Regions from separate parts of the Zea mays genome. Here regions 1 and 2 are each linked to region 3. A link is a contact called in public Hi-C data. All regions are on one chromosome and are shown on one strand. The core of a region is the stretch at or near the end of the contact, and the rest is flanking DNA. Distances in the headings are between cores, read along the strand shown. Region 1 holds the start of LOC100283831. Region 2 holds the start of LOC100274244 (Calcium-dependent lipid-binding (CaLB domain) family protein). Region 3 holds the start of LOC100191504 (P-loop NTPase domain-containing protein LPA1 homolog 1).

Evidence for each region. Hi-C and Micro-C count contacts between places; a contact is called where the count stands out from the background.
Region 1: a Hi-C map of leaf shows a contact between it and region 3, with 6 times the contacts expected there. The contact joins the promoter of LOC100283831 here to the promoter of LOC100191504 in region 3. A contact is called at or near these places in 2 of 25 Hi-C or Micro-C datasets (ear and leaf).
Region 2: a Hi-C map of tassel shows a contact between it and region 3, with 2.0 times the contacts expected there. The contact joins the promoter of LOC100274244 here to the promoter of LOC100191504 in region 3. A contact is called at or near these places in 2 of 25 Hi-C or Micro-C datasets (ear and tassel).

The regions. Positions count from the first base shown.
Region 1 is chr2:169,184,475-169,187,243 of Zm-B73-REFERENCE-NAM-5.0, forward strand. It overlaps LOC100283831, which reads left to right and starts at 1,324. Exons shown (of 5, transcript NM_001156729.2): 1 at 1,324-2,010; 2 at 2,193-2,298; 3 at 2,494-2,769. The coding sequence starts at 1,599.
Region 2 is chr2:169,113,789-169,116,488 of Zm-B73-REFERENCE-NAM-5.0, forward strand. It overlaps LOC100274244 (Calcium-dependent lipid-binding (CaLB domain) family protein), which reads left to right and starts at 1,439. Exons shown (of 1, transcript NM_001148612.1): 1 at 1,439-2,700. The coding sequence starts at 1,709.
Region 3 is chr2:168,768,580-168,771,279 of Zm-B73-REFERENCE-NAM-5.0, forward strand. It overlaps LOC100191504 (P-loop NTPase domain-containing protein LPA1 homolog 1), which reads left to right and starts at 1,277. Exons shown (of 7, transcript NM_001136936.1): 1 at 1,277-1,455; 2 at 1,564-1,823; 3 at 2,540-2,621. The coding sequence starts at 1,330.

The sequences.
Region 1 (2,769 bases), core at 74-2,573, 420 kb after region 3:
GGGTTAGTATATGACTCAACTCGAGACGCTATCCGTTGACAATCACCCATCATCAATCCAAACCATAGGAGTTTATTTTCACACAATCTTTGAGCAAGAGTTTGGTAAATCTCTTTTTCCACATGGAAACATCTTTTGCACTCGACCTGATGCCCTGTTAGAGTTTCAGAAGTAAATGTGCCCCCATTCCTTAGAGCAGCCCAACCCAAGACTCTACGGGCCTGTTTGCTTCAGCTTTTTCCTGACCAACTTTTCTAAGAATCTGGTTGTGGAGGCAATCTTGTTGTGAGAAGAATCTGAGTATCGTGGACATTACATATGGAGGAATCCAGTTTTTCTAAGAATCTAGCTTTTTCTGACCAGCTTTTCTAAGGGTTCAGGATCTAGAAAGAGACGGATTCCTACTATTGCAACGACTCGGCCGATTCTGTATTCATGTTGATTTTGGATGGTTTTTATTAAATCAATTCTTATAAAAGCGAGCTGAAAAGCTGAGTGTTTGGCAGTCCGCAGCAACTTCTGGTGGTCAGAAGCTAAAAAAGGCTGAAACAAACATGGCTTACTTATAGTTTCTATAGCCTCCACGTCATCTAGAAACTACTACTAGACACTACCTCTTCAACGCAAACATCAATATTATTTAACTTAATTTAATACTCATCTCTCTCATTGTGTCTTGGATATCGTGTTAAAACCAAGTCTTATGTAAGACCTGATTTCTTACTCTTTCTTCATTTAATTGCTTGCCACATCATCTTTTAGCCTATATTACAGTTAAATTAATGCTACTGCTCTTATAGAATTGTGTATTGCTTCATTTTCGATGATATGGATGAGCTACCTTCTTCCGGTGTTAGGTGGATGAGAAAATGTATTCATCTTCATCTTGTGATCGTCGGCGATGATAATTTAGAGCCATAGAAAGAAAAAAAAAACGCCTCGTACCACTAAAATAAAGTTGCCAGCACTAGGACGAGAGATGTGCAACTCTCCAAGGTTTAAGAATGATCACATGCATACTTGTCTTGTTGTGTGGTACTACTTTTTTTTCTGTATTCAGGATAGGAGGGGTGCAACTATTTAGTGACGAGAAGAAGCAAGCAACGGCCAATAGCCACTTTGTTTATAGGACATAATATTTACAGATTCAATTTTCTTTTCTGCGGTCCAAACAATCCATTTTTTTTCTATTCCAGTGGTTTGCAATCCGGTAGTTTTTTCACTTCCCTGTTCCCTCGTTTCTGCGTTTTGCACCGACCAACCAATGTTGGGCTGCCTCGTATGCGGGTTGCTGACTTGTCCACAACAAGCACATCACTTTCGTTTTCTTTTCTCCCCCAGGAAGATGAGTGAGAAGATGAGCAAGGAGGGATCTCGCTTTAGACCAGCGAATCCATCCACAAAGATTCCGTGCACCTCCAGCGCAGCCTCCGCTGTCTGTCCCCGCGGCCGCGGCAACCGAGCAGGAAGAGGAGGAGGATCCCGTCCTCCCAGTCTAGAGCAGCCGCTTGCAAAGCGCATCGGCGGCACGGCCGTGGATTCCGCGAATCTGCCACCGCTTGCTGCTGCTTCTGAGACTGACACCGCCATCGCAGCTGATGGGGATACCCAGCGACGGCGACGACGTGGTGCAAATCCGGCACGCCGACGCCGCCGGCGAGCCCACCGTCGTCACCGTGAGCTGCCCCGACAAGACAGGACTGGGCTGCGACCTGTGCCGGGCCGTCCTCCTCTTCGGCCTCAGCGTCGTCAAGGGAGACATGAGCACCGACGGCCGCTGGTGCTACATCGTGTTCTGGCTGTTGCCGCGCGGGCGGCGGCCCGTGGCCGTGCCGTGGGACCTCCTCAAGGACCGGTTGCTTCAGCTCTGCCCCGTCGCGCCGCCATTCGGCTTCGGGTCCCACGACGCGTACCTCGCGGCGGCGGCTGGCCTGCAGGACGTTCCGCCTCCCGCGCCACAGCTCTTCCTGCTCAAGCTATGCTGCTTCGACCGGATGGGACTCTTGCACGGTAACGCCTCTGAATCCACCTCCGGCTGTTGCTCTGTTCTATGCCAAGTGCTAGGTTCAGTAACTACTTCATATCCGTCCAGCAAATTTGAATTTTTAATGTAAGCCAAGCAAGCACATCTGCTACTGAAGAAAAAAAGGGTCTAATTTTGGATCTTTTCGTGGGAATTCGGTGTTCCACAGATGTGACACGCGTTTTGTGTGAGCTAGAGCTCACGATCCGGAGGGTGAAGGTCTCTACCACGCCTGATGGGAGTGTGCTGGACCTTTTCTTCATCACAGATGCCAGGTCGGTTTAGCTCAAAACACATCCTTTTCGGAGAATATTTTTTTTTCTCTCTCTCGCTAAATTCCAAGACTAATATTCTGTGATAGGATGAAAACTTGTAGCTTTTTATTTCTTCATCGACCATCTTGTCTCGGATACCAAGAATTGTCTTATTCTGTGATACGATGAAAACTAAATATTCTGGAACGGTTTCAGGGGGCTTCTGCACACAAAGAGCAGGAGAGAAGAAACCCAGGACAGACTCGAGAGCGTCTTAGGCGACTCCTTGACATGTTGCGAAATAGATCCTGCTGGCGAAGACATGGTGTCTTGCTGCCTCCAGTCCTGGGCCTGGGCTTCGCTGACGCCTGCTGTTATAGCACAGATGTTTAGCACAGCTGATCGCGTGGAGGAGCAACCGATCGGCACAAGGGGTGGTGGTGGTGGTACCATCATCTCCGTGACGATGGACAACTCGCTTAGCCCTGCCCA
Region 2 (2,700 bases), core at 189-2,688, 350 kb after region 3:
TTGTTTTGAATTTAACACCCTTATAGCCCCCAAAAATTGATGAAAGCATCCAGTATAGGAAACAAAAGATGGTATAAATAATATATAGGAAAGATTTTAAGTTTTAGTGCCAAATCTAGAAGAAATATATTTTAGCATCAAATATAAATTTTATCCATTCATATTGCCACAACTACATAGAGTCATAGACATCTACATGTGTGGTGGCGGGCTTTGAACTTCTGTGATCTATACTTGAGCGTGACATCAGACTCAAAATCCAAATAACTGTTTTTTAGTCGGAAGGCTTACATGGAAATCTAAAAAAAATAATCTATACTTGAGCGTGACATCAGACTCAAAATCTAAATAACTGCTTTTTAGTCGGAAGGCTTACATGGAAATTTAAAAAAAATTAAGCACTCGTAATATATTTACTAATAGTCAGTTACTCGTGCTATGCTATAGTTGTTATATATCATATAAATATGTAGTGAAATATTTATTTAAATATAATTATTGTTTTATAAACACTAAGTTATGTGTGGTATGATGGTTAGCCTAAATTTTTGAAACAGGGGAGCGATGGTGTCCATAAGGCAGTAGCTAAGAGAGCGCTGCACGGGCGCTAGACGTCGTGTCCACACAGCGCACGACGTCGAGGCGGGGCGCATGCGGCAGGTCTAGAGTGTTAGTGCCAAAGGTGAAACGATGGTAGTACTAGTTAACCACGTTAGGTTCTTAATATCATAGAGATAGAATTCTTTCACGGTGCTATGGAACCCGTTTTTAGAAGAACTATTTTTGTTCACCGCAGTGCCATTTCATCTTCGGCTGCATGGCGTTTCTTTATTCTAAATTATTACATGCTAAGTTTAAAAATAAATTAATGGACGATAAATACTCGAAAACGGAAGCAGTATATAATCACAACAAATTAAGTGTCAACTTCTGGCGCAGAAATTCAAATGAAGGTTTAAACTCGGGCCGCAAGTTGCTCGGGTAGGCCGGGTGCGTGAACTGGTCAGCACAGCGTAGCTAAAATATTGGTGATGCAGTCCATGTACATACGTAGCCCAGTGTTGGATGAATAATAATCAACGTTAGACTACCGTGGAAGGAAAGAAAAGAATGCACGGTAGACCGAGCCTGCGTGCACCTAACGGGGGGCAATGTCGTCATTCCTTAATAGCCAAGCAAACGAGACAGCGAATTGAAACAGCACCGCAGACCAGGAAAAGACCGCAGGCATTGCTAATCCAAGAGGGAAGACGACGAGCAAGGACACGGCCGTGGTAGCCGTTCCGTTTCGCTTGGGGTGGTTGGGTGGGTGAGGTGGGCCCGCATTGAAGCCAGAAGCGAAGCCACCGGTGGTGGTGCAGACCGCAGACCTGGGACTCTGGGAGGGAGGCGAGCATCTTCCCCTGGCAAGTGGCACACGCGCACACAGTAGGCACAGGTTTGGAAGCCGCGTGGAGACTGGAGGGGAAGGTCCCGTCGTCTCCACCTTCCCCACTGGCACCGCCCCCCAGCCGAGCCGCCACAGCCCACAGGGCAGGCAGCCCGTGCCCGGCGTCGTTTTCCCGGACCCCGCGTGCGTGCTAACATTCGCACGTCAAGTCCGTATTTATACCGGCCGCCTACCTCCCGGTGTTGCTCCAGTTCGTGGAGTGGAGTCACCACAGAATCAAAGAAAAGCTTTCCCCCGATCCTCTCGCGGACACCAGCGATGGGTTCCCGCTACGAGGTGGAGGTCACCGTCGGCTCCGCCCGGGACCTCAAGAACGTCAACTGGCGCAACGGCGACCTCAAGCCCTACGCCGTGGTGTGGATCGACTCCGGCAGCAAGTGCTCGACCCGCGTCGACCTCGACAACGGCGAGAGCCCGGCGTGGGACGAGAAGCTGCTCGTCCCGCTCCCGCCCACCTCCCGCCTCGACGACGCCGTCCTCTACGTCGACGTCGTCCACGCCAACGCCGCCCAGGGCGTCAAGCCGCTCGTCGGCTCCGCGCGCCTCCCGCTCCGCGACGTCCTCGACGACGCCGGGGTCGGGGGCAAGGCCTCGCGCAGCCTCCGCCTCAAGCGCCCCTCGGGCCGCCCCCACGGCCGCCTCGACGTCCGCGTCGCCGTCAAGGAGCCGTCCAGGTACTACGACCCCAACCCCTACCCGGCCCCCGCGGCCTACGCCAACACGGGCGGCGGCACCCGTGACCCCTACGGCTCGTCCGCTGCTGCTGCCGGCGGCTACTACGGCTCCGGAGGCGGATACGGTTCCGGTGGTGGCGCCTACGGTGGCGGCGCCTACGGCGCCGCGCAGCCCTACACCGCAGCGCCCCCGGCGGGGTACCCTTCCACCTACGGCGCCGCGCCGCCGCCTCAGCCAGCGGCAGCGTACGGCGCTCCTCCTGCCGCTGCATACGGCGCTCCTCCTGTCGCCGCCACCGCCGCGTACGGAACCGGCGCCGTTGCTTCCGACGGGAAGAAGAAGAACAAGATGGGGATGGGGACGGGGCTGGCAGTGGGCGCGGCGGCGGGCGTGCTCGGAGGGCTGGCGCTGGCCGGCGGGGCGAGCTACCTGGAGGACAAGTTCGAGGAGCGCGTGTCGGAGCGGGTGGAGGACAACCTGGAGAGGGAGGAGTCGTACGGCGGCGGCGGCGGCGGCTACGGGGGTGGCTACGACGACTATGGCGGCAACGACGACTATGGCGGCGACGACGACTA
Region 3 (2,700 bases), core at 27-2,526:
ATTTAGGACGTTTTAGTGTGTGGCATGTCTTTCTCTTTTTTAAGGGCTGATTTGGTGGATAAGAATCACGAGAGGGTCCATCTGCAATAACCATCTATTACAGTTAAACCATCACAATATCAATTTTCCTTACCAGATTACCTCGTTATTGTTGTAATCACTTTTATTATGGGTCTAAAAGTTTATTTGATTTATAAGGTTAGGCTAAGCTCAATTAAATAAATCTGATAAAAAATGCTTGCTTATTTTCGCAAGAACCCCACAATAAAATATATCTCATGCTGCAGTCGGTGTAATGAGTGCATATATTTACTGCAATCTTTATTCTAAATTATAAAATATTTTAATTATTCTGGATATATTGCTCTTACCACATATCTAAACGTAGAATGTGTTTGTTTTGTAAAATGAGATAGTCTGTCATCATCTCACTCTAATTTTTATTTAGTTTATAAAATAGAATGAGTTCATATATCATCACCTATTTCTCATAAGATAATAATTAATAGTAGTGTATGAGAAATAAAGTTATTTCACTAAATTCAGTGATAGACTCATAATATGACATCATCTAGAACGGAATAATTCTCTAAACCAACCACTTCAATATTATATGTAAATGTATAATAAAATTATTAAAACACTCAAAACGTCTTAGGCTTTATTATTATTTCTACTACTATTAAGAACGAAAAGTAGTTACCTGGTGCTACCACGGCTTCACCTCGCGCTGACACACTGTGTCTGTCCCACGCGCCTTCGCCTCGGCGTCGTGCCATGTTAGCTCCACGCTTAGCATTCTCTCAACTACTGCTCGCGCAGCCATCATCAGACCACACGTACCTTAGTGTTTGGAAATAAACAATATTTATATAAAAATAGTGCAAAACGAGCATTTGAACACACATTCCCTACTCTAGAAATTTGTGGCTAACCACAAAACTATATGTAACTTAATGTTTACAAATAAATAATAATTATATTTGAATAAATATTTTAATATCTATTTATATGATATATAAAAACCGTAGTAAAATCACGGAGCTAGTTATTTATTAAGAATGAGGGGGCTAGTTATTTATTAAGAATGAGGTGAGGCGAAATTCAAATTGTGGTAGAAGATGTAAGCCGCCGTGTCGTGTCAGGCCCGGCAGGTGAAAGGGCACGGGAAAAGCCCAAACCGAGGAGCCACGACTATCCGAGCTGACCCACCGAATAAGAACCAGAACCAGAACAAGACCGGAGGAACCAGACGACGCAAGGGAAAGGAGAGCCACCGGAGCGGACCGCCACCTTCCCTTCTGCCGGCGACCTCCAGCCACGGCGCCCATGGCGTCGGCGAAGCTGCTGTACATTGTGGTGGTTGACGAGAACGCCTCCTCCTTCCGATACACGCGCTCCCTCCTCCATAGCACCCTCCAGCTCATGGGATGCAAGCCACGCCACGCCTTCGAGGTCCGTCCGTCCGCCTCTACATCTTCGATGTCGATCCCACCGGACCTCCGATGTTTCGTGTGTTTTTGTCTGATTCGGTCCTCCGCTCCCTCCTTTTCTCTTGTATAGATCAGCCGCAGGGTGTTTGATGTCATCCGGGGTGACCACCAGGGCCACGGCGACACGGCCACCTCCGCCCGGGTACAAAGGTACGAGGTCGCCGAAGCCACCCCGACCGCAAGCCCCCGCCAGTTCCAGTTCGAGCTATACAAGCGCCGGACCACCGTCCTCCTCCCAAGGGACCTCTTCCTCGACCTCGTCCTCGACGCCCTCGCCCTCTACAAGTACGTTGCCCCCAACCAGCGCGCCGATCTCATGCTCGCCTGCAGGTCCGTCCGCCACACCTTTCCTGCCCTCCTCTCTTCTGCCACTGCAATTCAAGATTTCCTCATTTTGCTGAGAAAATAATTGAAAAATTCCCTCATTTTGAGGTAATCTGTTGTTGCGTCGCTGTTCATGCTTGTCACGTCGTTCTGAAACATTCAGCAGCTCATATATAATATAACCTGATTTCTGAATGTGATGCTCAGGACAGATAATTCTGAACACGCCAAGGTAGCATGGTGATTTGATTACTTAGCATAATCAATACTAATGTTACTCCTTGAAAGGATGACTATGCAAACTATGCCTATTTGCCGATTGGACGAGATTCAAATTGTCTTATTGCAATTGTTATAGGGGCTAACATCTATAACGAATTTCCATACTTGTGTTGTCACCGATGTAAACTGCACTTAGGGGGTGTTTGGTTTCTAGGGACTAATTTTTAGTCCCTCCATTTTATTCCATTTTAGTTCATAAATTGTAAAATACGGAAACTAAAACTCTATTTTAGTTTCTGTATATGGCAATTTAGGGATTAAAATAGTATAAAATGGAGGGACTAAAAATTAGTCCCTACAAACCAAACACCCCTTTACTGTTTCAGACCCACAAGCATTAGTGCCTCCGGATTGATCACATACATTTCAAAGGGAACTTTTTAAAGGTGTTCATATTGTATCCTTGTCCCTTTCACTTATGTTCTTTCATCTTGCCTTAGGATTCGTGAACGAAAGGAATCTATCACGGTTCTTCTTTGTGGAACTAGTGGCTGTGGCAAGTCTACTCTTTCTACGTTGCTGGTAATAATTTTATTTTTTCTTACTTCCTTACTTGTATGCCCTTTTGCTCCCTCTCATCATCCATTAGGACCTGTCTTAG